Linked DNA regions of Pan troglodytes: region 1 is linked to region 2. Evidence: chromatin contacts called from public HiChIP or PLAC-seq data. All regions are on one chromosome and are shown on one strand. Each heading gives the region's core, a stretch centred on a gene start, on an enhancer-like site or on the middle of the called end of the contact. The rest is flanking DNA. Distances are from core to core; before and after follow the strand shown. Region 1 holds the start of MTPN (myotrophin). Region 2 holds the start of STMP1 (short transmembrane mitochondrial protein 1).

The links. HiChIP or PLAC-seq counts read pairs in DNA pulled down with a chosen protein or histone mark.
Region 1: an H3K4me3 HiChIP or PLAC-seq map of stem cell-derived excitatory neurons shows a contact between it and region 2, with 3 times the contacts expected there. The contact joins the promoter of MTPN here to the promoter of STMP1 in region 2. A contact is called at or near these places in 1 of 1 datasets of contacts at active chromatin or transcription factors (stem cell-derived excitatory neurons) and 1 of 1 other capture datasets (stem cell-derived neural stem cells).

Annotation. Positions count from the first base shown.
Region 1 is chr6:151,345,064-151,349,843 of NHGRI_mPanTro3-v2.0_pri, forward strand. MTPN (myotrophin) reads right to left here and starts at 1,607. Exons shown (of 4, transcript XM_519405.6): 1 at 1,172-1,607. The coding sequence starts at 1,243.
Region 2 is chr6:151,030,601-151,035,945 of NHGRI_mPanTro3-v2.0_pri, forward strand. It overlaps STMP1 (short transmembrane mitochondrial protein 1), which reads left to right and starts at 3,430. Exons shown (of 3, transcript XM_003951155.6): 1 at 3,430-3,565. The coding sequence starts at 3,551. It also overlaps the pseudogene LOC134810574.

The DNA.
Region 1 (4,780 bases), core at 357-2,856, 310 kb after region 2:
TTAAATAAAGTAAAAACCTTCAGCAGTTTGCCTTGCACAATCCTGTAAGTTTTAAGAAACTGCTTCGCTTACTTGCTTCCTAACACAGCCTCTGAAGCAAAAACCCAGGTCAGGTCCTATTCTTTGAAGAGTTAAAATCTAGACTGGGTTCTCACACTTTTAGAAGGTGAGCAAGATGCCATCCGTGGTTGTCATAAAATTATACTTGTTTTGGAAGATTCATTTTAGATTATCACTAAATTAAAATCACATGTTAAGTTCTCTCATAATTACAAAGGCACAGTTTCAGGATGGAAAGACAGGCTAGCTTGGAATTTTAAGTTTCCCACTCTGCCACAATGTCGATTCAGTTTTATATTTGGGGCTGAGGTTTGAGTTTGTCTTTCTTCATCATGATTTTACCCCCCAAATACACTGCCACTAAACTGCATTGCTATTTACTACACATGTAAGCATTTCAGGTGAAATCAGGTAGAAGAACGGAATAACTGAAGTTAACATGCTTGTTTAAAAACTATTCAGATACCTTAAACATTCCCAGATGCCAGTTGACAACCTTACCACTTGAAGCAAATATGTATTTGTTGTGGTGGGGGAAAGGAAAAAGGCCACACCCAAAGTTAAGACACCACAGTGAAGTGATACTCAGTTTCAGAATTTTAACTATTTCTATTTTCGGTACTCTTTTCACGGTCAATGAATTCTTTAACTTCACACCAGGCCCAGCGTTAAAAAACATGTTCCTCTGATCCTAATTACTTAGGTTACTTCATTTAGTAATGGGTAAGTCCAAGATGGAGAATTACCTCATTCAAAGAAAGGTTTAAGTAACTTTGGTGTAGAAGAGGGCCAAACTCAAATGATCAGTGCGCAGAAGAAACTCTGGATGAGCCAGACACCACTCCTCCCCTCCCCCAAGAGGCCAGGAAGTCAGGTAGCGCCTGACTGTATTAACGCAGCAGTTACCTGACACAGAACGCTACCAAGTTACCTGGACCCTTCTTTCAGTTTAGCTCCTCCCTAGACGCCCCTCTCTCCTTGGTGCCGCCTCCACCCAGGAAGTCTCTCCTCCCGCCCACCCCCATCCCCGCAGTCCAGCTCCCATCAGCTTCCTCAGCCTCATCTCCAGCCCACCTCCGTGTTCTCGCCTACTCTTCTCATCCCCGCTTACCTTGGCCACATAGTCTTTCACCTCATCCAAGTCTCCGTTTTTCAGGGCCCACATGAACTCCTTGTCGCACATCACTGCAGCGGGGCAGGCCGGTTGGCCGGGCAGAAGATGAGGAGGCGGTGGCAGCAGCAAGCGGATGCCGCCGGGCGAGAGGGAGGCAGGGCCGCGCGAAGCCGGAGAGGAGAAGAAGAGAAGTAGGGTTAGGCTGCCAGGCGGGCGAGGCAGTTGGCCGCGGCGACCGTTCGGGCGGGAGAAAGAAAGTTCTTTTGCGGCCACCGGGCCCAGCAGAGAGGTTCCGCCTGGCCGAGGAGAGGAAGGAACCTTTACACTTCCGGTTCACTCCCCGCTAGGACCCTCCCCCAACTTCCTCTTCCTCTTCTCCTCCGCGGAACGCCCCTCTCTGGGTCCGCGGCGCGAACGCCACTAGTGCGCATGCGCAATGTACAGGCTGCGGGGAAGGCTAGAGTGGAGGGTAGGAGCCGGAGACAAGTGGGCGGGACTGGGAGGCTGAATGAAGGAGGCCCGGGGGAGTTCAAGACAGCGAATGGAGGAAGAGTGAGAGTACTTTCGATGGGATTAGGACGCTTCTGCACCACCATTAATGGGAAAAACTTTACTTTTTAAAAAACATAATCTTGGAGGGCATCTTGCTCAGCTTCTAAAAATGTATAGGAAGAGTGTTTAATTTGAATTCCTTCTTCCTTGCCTTTTCCCCTTCCCTCCCTCCTTTTCACCCTCCCTCTCTCCGTCATCCAGTCTGACTGGGCTAAAAACGATGGAATAACGCCATTCCTGCCCTCCAGGAAATCTTCAACAGTAAAACTACAATGTAAATTGAGTATGTTAACACTATATATAATGTTCCCTGGAGCAAAAAACTTAAGTGTGTGGCAGGAAAAAAAAATTAACTCATCTTCCTGACCAGCAAATGACGTCCAGGCATTCAGTTTGATGCCGTAAAGTGGAGCAAACCAAACTGTCTAGTACAATTTGCGTTTTTTAAATTTACTGTTTGTTTTTAATGGTTTGAAACTTCAGGACTGTTCTGGTGAAGTCAGTTCTGTTCTTCCTAGGGTTTAGTTGTAATGCCATAGTGCACAGCTACCACTTGAATTGTTCCTCACAACCCTAATGATCCAGGCATGCGCAGATGAACATAGATCCAATAAAAGCTCTTATTGGAGCTAGAAATATACGTATAATATATATACATATATAACTATTACTATATATAAAACTCATATATATAATCTATTATTTGTAACCCACTAAACACATTAACTAAGCTACTTTACCACCATTGCCATACAGTGTAGGGGTTCCAAACAGACTCTGGAGCCAAATTGTTTAGTTTGCGATACAGGTCCCACTTCTTGCTAATTTTGTGTCTTCTTGGGCAAGTTACTGAACCCCCTTCTGCTTCAGTTTTCCACATGTGTAAAATGGGGATGTCAATAGTGTTTGGAAATGTATTTTTTTTTTTGCTATCATTTAGAGTAGAATAGCAAATGGGTTTCAAATCAGAAGAAATCCCTCCAAATATTAACATCTACCTAGATTGTCATTTGTTAATTTTACTCCCTGATAATTAGAAATACAAGTCCACATACCCAATAGTGATACGATTTCTGGAAACAAATCTCAAGGGGGAATTTGTTAGGCAAGTCCTAGAATCTCCATCTCTTCTCCAACACACTCCCACCTGTGGATTTCTGAGTTACATCATGCTGAGAGCTCTTGATTTATATCTTTGGCCGGGTGCAGTGGCTCATGCCTGTAATCCTAGCACTTTGGGAGGACAAGGCTGGAAGATCGCTTGAAGCCAGGAGTTGGAGACCAGCCAGGGCAACAAAATGAGACACCATCTCTACAAAACACAAAGATTAAAAAAATTAGTTGGGTGCAGTGGCGGACTTCTGCCTTCCCAGCTACTTGGGAAGCTGAGGCAGGAGGATTACTTGAGCCCTGGAGTTTGAGGCCACAGTAAGCTATGATGGCACCACTGCATTCCAGCCTGGGTGACAGAGCAAGATCATCTAAAAAAAAAAATCTTTAACTAGACTTTTCCTATATAATCTATTCTTGTATTTAACTTCTTACTCATTTGGATTTCTCAAACTTAACATGTCCAGAATAGGATCTGGTCTCCTGTAGATGTTAAACCTAGTTGTCCCCCACATATCTCTGTAAATGGCGCGGCCAACCACCCCATCACTAAAACCAGAAACATGGGAGTCATAATCACTCTTCCCATTCTCAACTTTTCTCTTATTCAATCCATCAGTAAATATTTCAAAATATGTCTTAAATTTGTTCATTTCTTGCCATCTTCACTATTACTACTCCCTGCACCCTCACATATCCCCCCATCCCTGCCACTGTCATCTCTTGTCTACACTGCTATGATGCTATGTGCTATGATAGCCTCCCTGTTGGTGTCCTATTTTCACTCATCCTTTTCTAGATAATTCCCCACTTTGGGAGTTACTCTTTTAAAACTTAAACATGCGCTTGTTGTCCTAAGACCTTTCAAAGGCTTCCTATTGCAGGTAGGTTAAAATCCTAACTACTTGATATGGCCTTCAGGGCCTTCTGTGCACTGACTGCTGACGGTAGGTGATAGTATCTCCTATCTCATGACAGTCCCTTGCCACCCCCATTGTTTCTTTGATTTTGAAATATCTTGTCTTCTGTCAGTTTCAAGCTAAACCAAGCTCATTCCACCCTAAGGCCTTTATGCTTCTTGTTTCTTCTCTGGAATGTTCTTCATCTAAGTCTTGTTCACTCCATCTGACTTTTGAGGTTTCAATGCAAACCTTCAGAGAGACCTCCCAGACCACCCACTTTAAATAGGTCCTTCAATTACTTACAGGGCCCAGCTTTTCCCCCATTTACAGCACATGTCACAAGTATTTTAATTATCTTTTTTGTTTACCTATTTTGGTAAGTATTCATGGTGTTAAACAAATAATTCCTTTGTCTGCCATTCTGGGCACAAGAGAGAACTGCTCTTCCTGGCTTGTAGTTGAATAATATCATGTAACTAATTTTGGCCTATTAGTTATGAGCAGACGTGAAATGAGTCACTTCCAGGCTTGTCATTGTAAGACCCTTCAGAACTCTTTCCTTCTACTACAGCAACTAGCAACATGCAAGATAGTGGCTACACAGTCAGTCTGGGTTCCTGTGTAACTACAATGAGCAGAGCTCCCTCACCGTTCTATAATGGATATATAGGATGAATATGAATTTAACTTGTATTGTTTTCAGCCATTGAAATTGTGGTGTTTATTACTAGAGGAACACTGAACCAATCTTGACTAACACAGAAATTAGTGTCAGAATGGGAATGTTACTAGAACAAAACTTTTAAATAAATGGCATTGGCTCAGTGGCTGGGGAGTATACAACAAAGGAAGTGATAGGAGAAGCCGTAAAGATGGTGATTCATACTCACAGGAGTGAAACCTTTGGCAAAACTGTAATAATATGGGGAAGGTCTAGTAGTTCTAGAGGAAAAGGCCAGAAAATGGAAAGCTGGTGGCATGTATCAGTAACTATTGACTATATAAAATACTGTTACTGGTGGAGGGTGTCCAGGTTCTTGGC
Region 2 (5,345 bases), core at 2,180-4,679:
GAGACCCTGCCCTTTCTAGTTGTAGTTGATTGTGGAGCATCTGACACCATCTTGACCCATCAGTTTTCCTTTCCCTGGCATTCGAGAATGGCAAAGAGAGAGAGATCCTATTAGGAGTAAACTCAACTTGAGTTTACTTGTTAAATGGTGATATGGTTTGGCTCTGTGGCCCCTCCCAAATCTCATCTCCAATTGTAATCCCTGTAGCCCCGACGTGTCCAGGGAGGGACCTGGCGGGAGGTGATTGGATCACGGGGGCAGTTTCCCCCATGCTGTTGTTCTCTTGATAGTGAGTGAGTTCTCAAGAGATCTGATGGTTTAAAAGTGTTTGGCAGCTCCCCCCTCCCTTTTTCTCTCCTGCTACCATGTGAGATATTCCTTGCTTCCCTTTAGCGTTCCACCATGATTTTAAGTATGCCGAGGCCTCCCCAGCCATGCAGAATTGTCAGTTAAACGCCTATCCTCTACAAATTACCCAGTCTTAGGGAGTTCTTTATAGCAGTGCGAAAACAGACTAATACAAATGGCTAACCACAGAGTGTCTCTATTGGTTAGCCATTTAATAAATAAACCCAGGTCGGTTGCTGTGGCAATATGCTGGAAAGCAGAAAAACCAGGAAGTGGGTGGGGGAAGACAGAGAGAACAATGAGAGATGTTTGGAGAAAAGCAGAAATAGGAAATGTTGCTTAGATTCCTATAGCTTTCCTATTCCCTAGGTAAACTAAACATCCTAAATTCCTTCCATTGATTGAACAGACCCTCTTTTTGGCCAAAGGGACTCCAGAAAGACCTTAAAACTGAGTTCCCAGACATGATGGTACGGGAGGTCAGACATGCCTCGTTATATCCCCTCTCCTTTGCAGTTTAAATGCAACAACTGATCAGCATTAATGTTAAAACACAGACCAGGGGGAGTAAGGCTCTTTCCTTTCTGTCTGGCAGCAGCCATCAGGTAAGCCAAAATGGATGCATACAAGTACATCCAGGAGCAATGGAGGAAGAAGCAGTCTGATGTCATGCGCTTTCTTCTGAGGGTCCGCTGCTGGCAGTACTGCCAGCTATCTGCTGTCCACGGGGCTCCCTGCCCCACCTGGCCTGATAAAGCACGCCAGCTGGGCTACAAGGCCAAGCAAGGTTACATTATATATAGGATTCATGTTCACCATGGTGGCCGAAAATGCCTAGTTCCTAAGGGTGCAACTTATGGCAAGCCTGTCCATCATGGTGTTAACCAGCTGAAGTTTGCTCGAAGCCTTCAGTCCATTGCAGAGGAGCGAGTTGGACACAACTGTGGGGCTCTAAGAGTCCTGAATTCTTACTGGGTTGGTGAAGATTCCACATACAGATTTTTTGAGGTTGTCCTCATTGATCCATTCTATGAAGTTATCAGAAGAAATCCTGACACCCAGTCGATCACCAAACCAGTCCACAAGCAGAGGGAGATGTGTGGGCTGACATCTGCAGCCAAAGGAGCTGTGGCCTTGGAAAGTGCCATAAGTTCCACCACACTATTGATGGTTCTTGCTGGGCAGCTTGGAGAAGGCGTGATACTCTCCAGCTCCACCGTTACCACTAATATAAGTAAAGTTTGGGCCAGGCGCGGTGGCTTACGCCTGTAATCCCAGCACTTTGGGAGGCCGAGGCGGGCGGATCACAAGGTCAGGAGATCGAGACCATCCTGGCTAACACGTTGAAACCTCGTCTCTACTAAAAATACAGAAAATTAGCCGGGCGTGGTGGCGGGCGCCTGTAGTCCCAGCTACTCGGGAAGCTGAGGCAGGAGAATGACGTGAACCCGGGAGGCGGAGCTTGCAGTGAGCCGAGACTGCGCCACTGCACTCCAGCCTGGGTGACAGAGCGAGACTCCGTCTCAAAAAAAAAAAAAAAGTTTGTAAAATTCGTACCTAATAAACAATTTAGGACAGTCATGTCTGCTTACAGGTGTTATTTGTCTGTTAAAACTAGTCTGCAGATTGTTTCATGAATGCTTTGTCAAATTATGAAAATTAAAGTGCAATAATGTTTGAAGACAATAAGGGATGGTGTATCTTGTTTCTAATAAGATGAACTTTTTTTGTCTTTGCTTTATCTTATTAGGGAGTTATATATCTTATTAGGGAGTTAGTGTTTAAAACATACTGTGTGGTATAATAGGCTTAAGATAAATTCTTTAAAAGAGAAAGAGAGAAAAAAACACACACATACACAGACCGGAAGACTGACAGAACAGACTCTTTGTGGCGATGATACAAATTGTCAACAGGACCTATGGCCATCCCAGGCAAGAAACCCAGCTAAGCCAGTGAAACTGAGGGCCAACCTGATGAGGCCTGCCAAATGCAACTTCTCTCACTTGTTTTTAGTCACCCGCTTTTAGTGGATTAAAAAACCCACATAGCTAAAGTCACAGAGCTAAACAATATATATCTAAGCTCCCACTAGCTTCCTTATGGATAACATCTCTGACATCTGGGTTGCTTGATAAAGGTTTCTTGTTTTTCAGGAAGTTGGGGTCAGTTCTTGTACAGTTTAAACCACCAACCTCTCAACTGGGCCTGCATGAAAGCCCGATGGGTGTCCTTCTGACATTAGAGGGCCAAAACCTCCACACTCAGATCATGCTAAGGATGTCATTTTGTGACCATGTATCCTATGAAGAGCCATGAAGCTTGACTACCTCGCGCAGATAACCCATTGCCAAACTTTTCCTTACCTTCAACCGCCTTTCCCCACACCTCAGACCACCCTGCTCCTCTATCCCATAAATATCCCTAAAACCCATCTTTGGGGAGGCAGATTTGAGATCTGTTCTCCCGTCTCCTCGGCTGGCTGCCTGGTGAATAAACCTTTTCTCTGCTACAAAACTCATCATCTCAGTGACTGGCGTGCGGCACACGGCAGCATGGGCCCCATACGGTATCACTAGACTCCAAAGCCCAACATCCGAGCTTCTTAAGCACCCAGCCTCTACCTTGATTACACAACACCTGATTACACAACGCTGATTACACAGCACACCTGCGGAGCTTTGAGAGCTACAAGCCTCCTTTCCTCCCCGCAAAGTCCAGCTGGGCCCAAGTAGAGGATGCTGCAAAAGCCCCCACGATTCAGCTGCGAACCTAGGGATGGGACCCGCTGCTCATGCCGTCCTTCTAGGTTAGAGAGCCCTAAACTGGGCTGTGTATCAGAATAGTCCGCGTGCTGAGAATAATATAGATTCCTGGGCCTCGGCCCAGGTTTACAGAGGCGGGATGCTCAAGGATGCCCAGCCAGGCTCGGGACTTGCTCTTCGCAAGTCCTGTCGCGCGCTCGCTGCCCCGCCGGTTCAGGCGGTGAGGCCAACGCGCTCCGCCAGGGGGAACCTGGGCGCTGCGACACTGCGAGTCGTTTCCGGGCGCGGGCTGAGTGGGAGGAGCGGGGCGGGGCGTGGCGTGACCCGGAAGTCGACGAGGGGTTCCGCCCCCCCGCGCATGGGGAGGTAGGCTCGGACCGACCCGCGGAGCTGGTGCTGCAGTCCTTCGCGCCCTCCTCGCCCTCCCCACCGACATCATGCTCCAGTTCCTGGTGAGTGGAGCTGCCGAAGAGCGGGGCCCGCTGCCTGGGGCGTGCCTCGGACCCCATTTCCCCCTTGAGGATTGCCGACCCCGCCGACCCGGCCTGGGCGTGGGTCCAGCGGTCCCTTAGTCCCCCGCGCCTGGTCGTCGCCTCGCAGGGCGGCCGTTTTCTTCCTGCCTCCCCAGAAAATCCCTTTGCCAATATTTTTCTGCAGCCATCCAAGTCCCTAAAACTTTGAGGTGTCAGAGAGTGTGCGTTTCCAGAGCTACATATTGTGTGCCGCTTCCCGCGCTCATTGTGTAATCTTTGTATTAAAGCTTGTGTGGTCCTTGATGACTTTTCGTAGTCCGCCCCCCTTTCTTTCTGCGCTCCTGTTCCATTACATGGTCGCCGGCCGGTCCTGCTGTGGAGCCCTGCTAGTTGGCTTTTCTGAGGAGGTAGGAAGGCCAGGAATAAACCGTAAATTAGCCACCTCACGAAGTCCGAGAGGCTAAGTCCTCATCAGACCTTTCAGAGTTGGAGGAATGAGTCAGACACTGGTATACAAGTAATTTTTCCCAAAATGTGTAAGCATGAGTAAGCAGACTATTTCTCCTGGCTCCTTATTTGAGTTAAAAACGAGTTTTCTGGCAAAACTCGGTATATTTCAAAAATTGCTCGGTGAAGGTTCCAGGAGTTGCTCATCAAATTTTCAAGTGAAAGTTTTTCTGCCAAGCTATTGTGCATTCAAAACTTGATGCTTTCAACCTCTAATTTTTTTTATTTTTTATTTTTTTTGAGACGGAGTCTCGCTGTGTCGTCAGGCTGGAGTGCAGTGGCGCAATCTGGGCCCACTGGAACCTCCGCCTCCCGGGTTCAACCGATTCTCCCTCCTCGGCCTCCGGAGTAGCTGGGATTACAGGCGCGCACCAGGATGCTCAGCTAATTTTTGTATTTTTAGTAGAGACGGGTTTCACCAAGTTGGCCAGGCTGGTCTCGAACTCCTGACCTCAAGTGATCAACCCACCTCAGCCTACGAAAGTGCTGGGATTACAGGCGTGAGCCACCGCTCCCGGCTCAAATGCTGTATCTTTTTTTGTTGTTTGTTTTAACGGAGTCCCGCTCTGTCGCCAGGCTGGAGTGCAGTAGTGCGATCTCGGCTCACTGCAGCCTCCGCTTCCTGGGTTTAAGCGATTCTCCTGCCTCAGCCTCCCGAGTAGCTGGCGCGCGCCAGCAGGCCCAGTTAATTTTTGTATTTTTAGTAGAGACTGGGTTTCACCCTGTTGGCCGGGATGGTCTCGATCTCCTGACCTCGGGATCTGCCTGCCTCAGCCTCCCAAAGTGCCGGGATTACAGGCGTGAGACTCTGCGCCCGGCCCCAAATGCTGTATCTTTATCAAAGAGATTAAAACACAAAATGCACCCCTTTTGTCCTTTTGAAAGATGGTAATGGATTCTTAAATCCAATTAGTCAAAAGAGTGTCCTTAATCTGCCCAGCTAAGACAGGGCTGCTCCTTTGCCTCTAGGAGTTTCTGTAGTGTCCTAACTAGATGTTAGTTTAGGAGTTCAGAATAATGACAGTCATTTTCTTGTAGTAAACACTAGATTAAAAGCGGTATCACTTAGCTCCAGAGTATAGAATGATGTAATTGAGCTGCTTACTATATCTGTTGCTCATTGATAAACTGAGAGGACATGATTCAATTACAGTTAACTTTCTAAGTGGTTTTGCAGAATGAGTCTATTTGGTTTTGCAATAAACTTTTACTGTGTGTTAATTTTTTTTTTTTTTTTTTTGAGACAAGGTTT